2 separate regions of the Zea mays genome follow, and region 1 is linked to region 2. The links are chromatin contacts, called in public Hi-C maps. All regions are on one chromosome and are shown on one strand. The core of a region is the stretch at or near the end of the contact, and the rest is flanking DNA. Distances in the headings are between cores, read along the strand shown.

Region 1 (5,433 bases), core at 538-3,037, 180 kb after region 2:
AAATCTTAATAGGTTGCTTTGGAAGCTAAAACTCTCTCTTAAAATTTAAATTTTCTTGTGGTACTTAGGAAAGAACATTATTTTCACTAAAGGTAACCTAACTAAGCGCAGGTGAAAATGTAGTATGAAATGCAACTTTTGTGATCAAATTGAGAATATTCAGCGTCTTTTCTTTGATTATTACTTTGCTAGAAATATTTGGAGAATCATTAACTTTACTCTACAGATAGAGAGACCTATTAGTATTAATCATTTAATTAGAAATTGGTATGCTAACAAGGGAACCATACATAGAAAAAGACTCTTAATTGGGATGTCGGCAATGTTTTGGGTCATTTAGCTTTATCGTAATGATGTGGCTCTTTTTTCTAATGATGTCGATAAATGAAGAAGACTATAAAATATTACTCTTTTCGTCCACAAAAGTTAGCTGTTCTTATATTTCGAGGAGTCAATCATTTTTAATTTTAACCATATTTATATAAGAAAATATTTATATTTATATTACAAAATTTGTATATATTTTTGTAGTAAAATTATTTGAAGATATAAATGTTATTAATATATTATATAAATATAGTAAAACTTAGAAAAGTTTAATCGAGCGATAAGGATGGAGGGAGTAGAACATTTTCTTGCTTCCATAATAAAAAAATGCGTGACGATGACGTGCTCCACCAGTTTGACCGAGGTTTCTCTGCTACTGCTGACATGAACTGTATGGGCTGGCACCTCAGGGCGCAGAGGCGGGCCCATGGTCCGGGTCCACGGAGTACACAGCAGCGCGGCGTCCGCTGCTCCAGATCGGCCCTGCGGAAAAAAATTTGCTGCAGCCCGGCGGTAAAGCAGGCTGTTTGCAGCCCTCACAAAAAAAGAATAGACCCTATCTATAGGTCCACAACAAATTTTTTTCCGGCCCTGCCGTCGTACTCGTACGTGCCATCGTCTCTATTTCCCGGACTACCTCCTTGGCACGTCCCGTCCCGTTCCGCACCTGCCTCCTGCCGGTCTGACGGCCTATCGCCTACAGCAACAGAAAAACAAGAAACAGCCATGGTGCGGGGGCAGATGCGGCAATTCTGAGCTCGGCACGCACGTGTCTTTAAAACGCCCTCGCTTCCTCCTCCGTCCGTTCTGCTCTTGCCCCCGCCACCGGCACGGGCCGGGGCCACGCTCGCCGCTCAACGCCGCCGCTGCAAGAGGCCGCGGGTGATTAGCCTTGAGATTAGCGGGTACCGCTTCACTGTTACGGGAGTACCGTTTTAATTGACGCCCGCCTGTCTCGAATATCGGCTGCTGCCAAAAGCGCGGGTTCGGGGTTCCTCCCCGTCGGGCTCGGGCGGCCTCGGCTCGCCTCGTGGCGCCGCTGGGCGCTAGCGGAGTGGAAGTGGATCGACCTGTTGCGGCCGAAGAGTGGGGAGGCAACAAAAGGGAAAGCTGCGCGGAGAGCTCGGGTACCGTGGCCGGATTAGTTAATGCCCGCGAGCAGCTAGTCGTAGGCGTAATTATTTTAAGGCAGTTGTCGCCTCTGGGGACTCGTGAAAGCTTCACCTCTTTTGAGAAGCTCCGCACCACGACCTCGTCCCGCCCGCAGCCCGCTCTTCCCCGCTCCACCTCCAGGCTTCCAGTCTCTCACTCTCCCGCGCCTCTTGCTGCTGCTGCTGGCGATAGGGATCCCAGCGCCTTCAAGTTCGGGTGGGCGGCTAGCGCGGCGCGTGTCGGCGAGCATATGGTGGGCATTGGGCGGGGGAAGGAGGAGGAGGAGCGGCAATAGATTTGTGGGCGCAGAGGCGGGGATGGGGGGCAACAAGTACTGCGCGGCGATGACGAAGAGGAGATGGAGGGGGCTGGCAGCGGCCGCGTGGGTGCTAGTCGCGGTGGCTTGCTCCGCGGTGATGCACTGGACCATGCGCCGGGAGAGCATGGACCGCGCCGAGGAGCGCCTCGTCAGCATGTGCGAGGAGAGGGCCAGGATGCTGCAGGAGCAGTTCGGGGTCACCGTCAACCACGTCCACGCGATCGCCATTCTCATCGCCACCTTCAACTACGATAAGTCCCCTTCCGCTATCGACCAGGTTCGTCACCATTCGCCCCCCTCTTCTCCGCCATTGCTCTTGTAGATTGCTATGCCACGGTATCAATTGGCAGTTGGTTTAGCAATAGCGGACCCCGAGATCCTACACATTGTTCTGTGGGTTGTCTCTTTTCTTTAAAGGAGCAAACAGAAAAAAAAGGGGAGAAATAGAGATATAGAGATGCGTTGTTGTTTGTTGACGCTTACCGTCGTTTAGCACGCCATGATTGCTGTGGTTGGCTGGGACAGGTGCTGTTCATAGTCTTGTGGAAAGAAAAAAAATGTCCATTCCTGCGGCGGTTAGGCGGGGATTTTTTAGGCTTATTGGAGACGTAGCTGAACTGAACTGTTGGGTTGGTGGCACATTGTTTGTTCATAGAGTGATTAGTGTGTTCGCTGCAAAACCATCTGGGGGTTACTTTGACATCCATTGGGGTGTGCTCTTTTGCCAACCTTTTGATTCCTTGTTTATTCTGAGAAAGGTCCCTGTCGCAGAGATTAAATTATGTTAGAAGCTGCTTTCTGCCTCTCTTTTCTTTTGCTTAGATTATTGATCCTCAAAGCCGTCCTTTCCTGCATCTACACTTCGTTTCTCTTCCCCCCCTTTTTTTTTGTCGATTTACCTATAGTTTAGGCGTGCAGTGTCATGGGCCCATGTTATTTGAAGACGTGCTCGTTTTTGCATACAATGACCAATCTTATTCGTTGCATCATTACTTTTGGTAAATCAACAAGATGTCTTCTTCTGATTCTTGCAATTTATAGCATATTATTGTCCAGTATTCTATTTTGGCTTAATAATTAATGTCCGACACAGGACACTTTTGCAAAATACACGGCAAGGACATCATTTGAGCGACCGCTACTCAATGGGGTGGCATATGCACAGCGTGTATTCCATCATGAGAGGGAAATGTTTGAAAGCCAGCAGGGATGGATTATGAATACAATGCAGCGGGAGCCTGCACCCCCGCAGGTTGAATATGCTCCAGTGATTTTCTCTCAGGATACTGTTTCCTACCTCGCACGCATTGACATGATGTCTGGAGAGGTATGGTTCTATTTGATCGATCTTAGTATTCATTGGGGTGTTTATGACCCTTTGATGTCTCTTTAGTGAAAGCAATCTATTTATTTACGATACAGGAGGACCGAGAAAACATTTTGCGGGCCAGGACTACTGGCAAAGCTGTGTTAACAAACCCATTTCGGTTGCTTGGATCAAACCACTTGGGAGTAGTTCTCACTTTTGCTGTGTACCGCCCTGATCTCCCCGCTGATGCATCAGTTGAGCAACGTGTGGAAGCAACTATTGGGTGAGATGTTCTAACTCACATCCTTTGTTGTTTTATTTTTAACCAAATATTCTAGCATTGTCGCCTTTAAGACTCATGTTTAACATGTGGGTATGAATAAAATTTTGTGCACTATTATTTGATCATGTAATATCTTGTCATCGTGTATCATGCCACATTTGTGGTTCACTGATCAATACTGAATTTAGGTTGACTATGATGACCTTAACATGTCTAGTAACAGGTGATAATAGAAACAATGTGTTTCTTTTTTAAAAAAGGTATAGCGTGCTTATGGCAGTTATGGCAGGCACATTTAGTAATAGATCATGCAGGTTATAATCATTGCAGCTTGTCTCAATTTAATCAAATGATACTCTATGCTTATCTAATTTTCAAGAGAATAATTTGCTGTGTGCTCCCAGATATCTTGGTGGAGCGTTTGATGTGGAGTCACTTGTGGAGAATTTGCTGAGCAAACTTGCTGGCAATCAGGATATTGTGGTGAATGTCTATGATGTCACAAATGCTTCAGAGGCTATGGTTTTGTATGGACCTTCTAGTTCGGATGAGCGCGTGCCTTTCTTGCATGTTAGCATGTTGGATTTTGGAGATCCGTTTAGGAGGCATGAAATGAGGTGCAGGTTGGTAGTCCTTATCTGTAAATCTTAATTTTCTTGGCTGCTTTTGTTTTCCACTAATGTTGTCAACCTGCAGGTATAGACAAAAGCTTCCTATGCAGTGGTCTGCCATAACCAATCCTTTGGGCACATTTGTCATATGGATGCTTCTGGGGTATAGCATTGCCGCTGCATATTCTCGATATGACAAAGTTACAGAAGATTGTAGAAAGATGGAAGAGCTAAAAACGCAGGCAGAAGCTGCTGATGTTGCAAAGTCTCAGGTTTGGCCTGTTCTTTAGCACTCTCATTTACTAGGCATTCTAGCATATGCATCATGTATGGCTTAGCTTATCTATGTTTGTCTCTCTTGCAGTTCCTGGCAACTGTGTCACATGAGATCAGAACACCTATGAATGGCGTCCTTGGTACTTATGCATTTATTTTGATATTACTTAATCTTCAGTTCCGTGGGCCTATCAATCTAATTTTTTTCCTTCTGGCGTAGGAATGCTGGATATGCTTTTAGGAACAGATCTAACTATGACACAGAAGGATTATGCTCAAACTGCTCAAATGTGTGGCAGAGCATTGATAACGTTGATAAATGATGTCCTTGATCGAGCAAAGATTGAAGCTGGAAAGTTAGAGCTTGAAGCGGTGCCTTTTGACCTGCGTTCTCTCATGGATGATGTTATTTCCTTATTTTCTTCAAAGTCACGGGAGAAGTGCATTGAGGTATGTTACTGTTAATGCTTGAAGTAGGAAATGATGTTGCCTGGGCCATCACTTGAATGGATATTGATTGCTTTTAGTCCTAGTTTTTGGCTGAGCAACTGACGAATAATGCAGTTTTGCCTGAACCAATCTGTCACTATACATTGTGGCATATACTTTTCCTGATCCTTTTCCTTCTTGCTGCAGCTTGCAGTATTTGTATGTGACAATGTTCCGAAGGATGTTCTTGGAGATCCTTGGAGGTTTCGGCAGATACTAACAAATTTGGTCGGCAATGCAGTCAAAGTAAGCAACCATTTATGGTATTTGGTATCCTCACACTACAACTTCGAATGATGTTGGTTAAGTCGTAGATAAGTCTGTCATCAAATACATTCAGAAAAATGCGCTGATATATTTATCGTGTGTTCCAGTTCACAGAACGGGGTCATGTATTTGTGCGGGTCTGTTTGGCTGATAACTCAAATATGGAAGCCGGTCAGGTCCTAAATGGAGCCATGAATGGGAAAGATGGTAGAGTTGATTCAACAACTAATGGTGCCTTCAATACTCTGAGTGGGTTTGAAGCAGCAGACAGACGAAATAGTTGGCAATATTTTAAGATGCTCCTCTCTGATAAGGAGTCCCTTTTGGATGATCTTGAGGGAACAAATTCTGATCAAAGTGATTCAGACCATGTCACACTAGCGATAAGTATTGAGGACAC
Region 2 (5,546 bases), core at 1,085-3,584:
TTAGCAAGGGCAACTGCAAGTGAGGTTTTATCCATTTACAGGTTATCACCAATTCACCACATCCTAAATAGGAGAACCCTGACATCGCTGTCGCTTAAAAACACAGCTGTTAAAACAGCACAGAACCAGATCAGAATGAAAAAGGCATTGCGTTGCTTTGAGAATGCCACTTGAATGAAGGCTGTGTCCGAAAGTTATTTCAGCATAAGTTGGTCATGCACTGTCACTGATTTCGAGAATGTTATACTTGCAGAGTGGACAAGTCGCGTTCATGCGCAGCCATGTGGTAATACAACTCCAGTGGAAGTGATGTCTGCAAGGGAGAGCAGATAACTCAGCTCCATCTTCGTATGATGAGAGACAGACACAACATTCCTGAAGGAACAAAGAATCTGTCAGCAAAACACAAGAGAGACGTCGGAAACAAAGACACTCATATTGGCACAGAAGCATTGTTCAATCTGTTTGCCAACTGAAGTAACCAAAAAACATATTGTTGAAAATTTTGTACTGGCATGCCAGTATGGACAAAGGGGAAACAAAATCCACGGCGCACTGATGCCTTACAAAATGGCAACATAAACATTATGCTCCTTTTTTGGGAAAAAGGGAATGTGCCTTAACAGGCATAAAAAGATCATGACATTGAAAGAATACGGATACGGAACATAAGTTCTTACAGCATCCTCACGAAGCAGAATACGCTCACTCGTTGACATTCCACTGTTATTAAGGATAGGGATCATCAGACCTTCATCGGTTTCCTCCTCACTGTCCTCACTTGGATCATAATATCTATATCTCGGAAGGACACTAATATCTCCATCTGATGCACCCACCTACATATTTAACATGAAAGGAATTAAGAATTCTGTGATAACATATGGAAAGAGTACAGATACATCTACTTTTCTTGAGATCGGAGTTCATTTATCTTACCTTGCCAGCCAGAGCATACAGAATAGCAACGACACAAGGCAAGCAGCAACACAGTGCAATCCCAATGAAACAGGACATAGCAACACAAAACACAGCGAAAAACACATCAAAGGCCAGAAACACAATGGTTAACCTGCATAATGAATAGCAAAGCCCAAAGCAGGTAGTTAGGAACCTAGGGTGACAAGTAGGATAGCTCACATCTTAATTATGGGAAAATATAGATGCATGTATTGATTGGAGTACTTGAATGGAAACAAAGTAGCTTAGATACATATTGAACGGTTTTTGAGATCTTCCATAAGATGTATATTGCACTTTGCATATAGTAATTAAAATCCAGTATGACATTTTCATTCGAACCTAGGTAGAATCACCCAAGCTAATTGCATGTTGTCATTGGAGAATCAAGATGCAGGCAAAATGAAGGTAACGTACCAATAAAGCCTTGGCGCGCCATACTCCAGCACCTCCCCACCTGATACTAGCCAGTAGAATCCAATGATCCACCACAGAAATGATATCAACCTGTTTATCGTCTCACAACGACTTGCATGGCTGCAGGAGTAAGCCAAATAATGAAGACCAGTTAAAAAGTCATCACACCACACATAATAAAGCATGATTTCGAGTCCATTGCATAAAACCATAAACCGTACTCCTAATCCCAAGTCATCACAGAACATAAGAGGCTGAGGTTTAGATCATGCCCCACCTGCTCCTCCCTTCCGCCGTTTCGTCATCTTCGCTGTCGGTTCCCGAGCTGTCCGTCCCTGCGCCGGCAGATTCAACGTCTGAGGCCGGGCCCCAGGCGTGCCGCGCCCGCGTCTCGAGACGGGTAAAGACGATCCCGACGTGCACCAGGCACTGGGCGGCGTACCCGACGAGCCACAGGCGGAGTGGCTTCACGGGGCTGTCCTTGGCGGAGGACGCGAGCACCAAGGCCGCAGCGGCGGCGCAGGCGACGTTCCAGGCGATGTCGAGCGTGACGACGGGGCGGGAGTGCGCCCAGTCCGCGCGCCTTCGATGCAGCTGCAGCGTCGTCGCCTCGTGCACCATCATCGAGGGCCCGCGCGGCCACCCCACGCGCCCGATGAGTGCCGCGAGACGGCTTGGCCTCGCCGCGGAGGGAGGAGGCGAAGACAGGTTGACAGAATCAGCGTCGGCGTTGGTATTGGACGACGGTGATGAGCGGCGGAGCAGCGGGTGCTCCGGCGACGTGGTGGCCGTCTCCATTTGGGTCACCACACCGGACACTCGGTCACTCTCTCCCTCTCTTCAGCTGCCAGCTCCACTCTCCGCAGTCCGCACGAGTTTCGCTTCTCTACCAATACCAATTCCAGGCTTTGCTTGTTTTGGGCCGGGTTCAATCAGCCGAACGGATGAGAGTAGCAATCGTATGGGCTGGTCCGGATGCAGTTCGGGCTGTAGCTGGAAAGCCCAAACAGTGGCAACTGGAGCGGCGAAACCAAACACGATACAAGATCCAATCATCATGCGAATGCAAGTCACCAGTATAATAGTTGGTGTTCACAAACTCATAGGATTCATGAGGGGCAGGCTTATACGCAACCAAAACTGAGTAGGCAGGATCCACAAACAGAAAAACACGTTACCGGAAACATCCACCAACTAGAGCTAGAGGCGTGTCATAACCTACCTACCAGTACCAGTTCAACACAAAACGTAACACGGTCACAATTTCATTAATATTACATCGACCTGGACGTCCGCATAATGATGGAGGACTTGCTTCGGGTGTGCTTGGTTCTCATAATTTATTGCGGCTTTCTCGCAGCTTAATCACCCTGTCTCATGCGCTGCTAATGTTCTACGAATTGCCAGCCTAATTAGTTCTATTTCCAGCTCTAGATACCCATTATCAGTGGGGCAGCTCACTGACGCTTCAGTCAAGCTTCGCCACCTTTGAAATGTATGCTCTGCCAAAGTGTACAGCGCAATAAGATGCAGCAGTGATTCCGAGCCCGGCAAGAAGAATAAGCCAATCGTAAGCTGGATCTTGCACGGCGTAGACCCTGAGGCCAATAGTGTTCCAGAAGCTTTCAGTCCACACGGGATCTGCAGCACCCATTGGATCTGACGAGTTCGCTGGAAGAACGTGCCATGCATTGTCCTCAAACTTCACCCGAGTTGAATAAGCAGGAACATACCTGGGAAGTGATGTGCTGCAATAATCAGTAGGTCTCCAAGGGGAGAAAAGAACACAAGGATTATAAGTGAATTAACAACAAGTTCGCTAACTGACATAAAAAGGTACTAAAACTAGAGTTTCTTCTGGATTCAATCAATTGTTTCTTCAGCAGCAACTGAATATAAGAAAAGCAACAAAAAAAATAGCTGCAGAAGCATAACTAGTAAACACAGGTTACCTGGTTGTAGATACAACACATCTACCTCCACCCTCCACCTCTGCCCCTACACATACTTCACCTTCATCACCACACTTTCCAGTACATGAGCTTTTATTGCCTGCTGAATTAGTTCTGTCTGCCAAAAAGTTCCATACAAACCGAGACGTGTCATCTGCATATGAAGGAAGCTGCGTGCCAGATGGGTCATCCAGAAAAACACCAACATAATGACTTGGGCAGGGATTGCTTGGAGAAATGAATCTTTTCACAAGGCCGCACGAAAGACCAGGATTGCAAGTAAGCAGGCATCCAATAAGTTCTTCGACCAATGAAACGTTCACTTTTATAGTGTTTAGTGTTATAAGGTCAACAACTGAGTCATCACTAGCAAGAATATACATCGACCTCGCAACCAAAGCGGCGGCTGCAGCTATTGACGAGGAATTGATGTTTACTGCAGAAAAAAAAGGATATGTCACATGCTAACAAAAGGATTTTCAAGAGCAATGCTATCAGATTTATGCATTATCTTACCAGAGTTATCCAGATAGCTATGATAAAATCTATTGGAGAAGTGGGAATCAAAATCCTCCAACACAACTCCAGAAGTTGACATGTTCTACATTCATTAGTTGACAGCACATCATGAGCAGAAGTCCTCAAATAAAACATAGTGGGAAAAATAATGTTATGGATGTACAAGTGAGAAGAAAGTTCCCCAGGTGAAGGAAGCAACTATGAATCATATATATTTAGTAAGCATAAGTGGTTTTACCTTCCTTATGAATGACATTAATGAAGATGGTGGAACACCAGGATTTGATGAAGCTGCTTGTTTTACTTTAACATTATCAGAACCAAGAGACTTGCTGGCACTTTGCAGTGCATCTAATATTTCCTTTGAAGCTGATGGATTCTGTACAAGCATAAGACAAATATAATAAGGGAAGAATGACATCTACTATTAGCACCATTTTTATTGCAATTTAAATCACAGATACATGCATGACCGTTATTTGGACACCAGTGTGCTTTATGCTTTCACTGAAGAAAGGACCACAATTACTCTGGTAGATCTCTTTAATGTCCATATCTTCGTAACATGATACACTGAAACATGTTTCTATAGAGATTTGAGGGGAAAAGGTTCTTTTCTTCACAATCAATCAAGCAATCATTCAAAGGGAGTGCAACCAAAACTAATTGTATAGTGCAGTTCAATAAATGCTTATTCAGTTAGTGATTAGTGAATTCTTTAAAATGTGGACTACCTACCAGAACAATACTAAGTTTATATCGGCAAACTGTGCAATATGAATACTAACTACTTCCATTCCAAATTGCAAGTTGTTTTGGCTTTTCTAGGTGCATAGGTTTTGATATGCATCAAGATATACACTGTCTTATATAGATAGTAAAAAAATGTATCTAGAAAAAAGCCAAAACTATGTACAATTTAGAACGAATAAAATCTCCATGGTCAAAATTGGCCAGCTCAAATATCACACTAAAAGAAAATGGTACAGTTGTTTTGACATAGCACCACTACACCACCAAAAAAATTGAATGCAACATTCTAACTGCACCATGTGGCAACCAGCCATTTCAGCTCTTACAGTTACAGTGCACTTCCAAAAATCCTTACCCCTTCAGCATGCACATAAAATGATGGATATTCCTCAAGTATAGCCTTGCCAACAGAACCAATCTCCAGTACCTAAATATGTCCAAAGAGAACTCAAATAACAAGTGAGGATGGGAATGGTATTCAAACAGATATGTATATCGCTTGTGATTCAAAGCTGTCAGTAAAATTTCGAAAAGAGAATTCATTAGAATTGGCAGACAAACTCTGCAGAAAGCAAATATCATGACACAATACCCAAAAAAGTGACGAAAAAAAGGATTTATATATGTTTGAAAAATAAAAAATGATTAACTGTAGTCTGAGGCTGTCTCTGCCTGTATTAATTTTTCTGGCACTCACCTGGTCAATCTTTAAGCTACTAATTCCATTCACAGAAGCAGCGCCTTCATCTAATTCCTGTAAGAATTTCCGACTACCAAGATAACCCCAGGCCTCACCATTAAAAACAGCGAACACAAGCTGTATAAGAATTAAGGGAAAATGTCAGGAAGATGTTTCTTCAGAAACCAATCACACGTAAATTCAGTGAGAGTGATATGAAGAACCATATTAAATGTACCACTCCATGTGTAAGCTAGGGTATAAGA

The links. Hi-C and Micro-C count contacts between places; a contact is called where the count stands out from the background.
Region 1: a contact with region 2 is called in a Hi-C map of ear, with 2.6 times the contacts expected there. The contact joins the promoter of LOC732761 here to the promoter of LOC103654076 in region 2. A contact is called at or near these places in 9 of 25 Hi-C or Micro-C datasets (bundle sheath, ear, endosperm and 4 more).

Annotation. Positions count from the first base shown.
Region 1 is chr4:172,456,240-172,461,672 of Zm-B73-REFERENCE-NAM-5.0, forward strand. It overlaps LOC732761 (histidine kinase), which reads left to right and starts at 1,788. Exons shown (of 11, transcript NM_001112387.1): 1 at 1,788-2,075; 2 at 2,892-3,125; 3 at 3,221-3,390; 4 at 3,795-4,013; 5 at 4,087-4,273; 6 at 4,366-4,417; 7 at 4,498-4,727; 8 at 4,914-5,012; 9 at 5,141-5,433. The coding sequence starts at 1,797.
Region 2 is chr4:172,276,292-172,281,837 of Zm-B73-REFERENCE-NAM-5.0, forward strand. LOC103654076 (E3 ubiquitin protein ligase RIE1) reads right to left here and starts at 2,335. Exons shown (of 5, transcript XM_008680878.3): 1 at 1,655-2,335; 2 at 1,378-1,497; 3 at 940-1,072; 4 at 681-839; 5 at 1-375. The coding sequence starts at 2,175. The coding sequence ends at 214. LOC100501623 reads right to left here. Exons shown (of 16, transcript NM_001323059.1): 11 at 5,299-5,418; 12 at 4,957-5,028; 13 at 4,087-4,227; 14 at 3,846-3,930; 15 at 3,330-3,765; 16 at 2,550-3,110. The coding sequence ends at 2,846.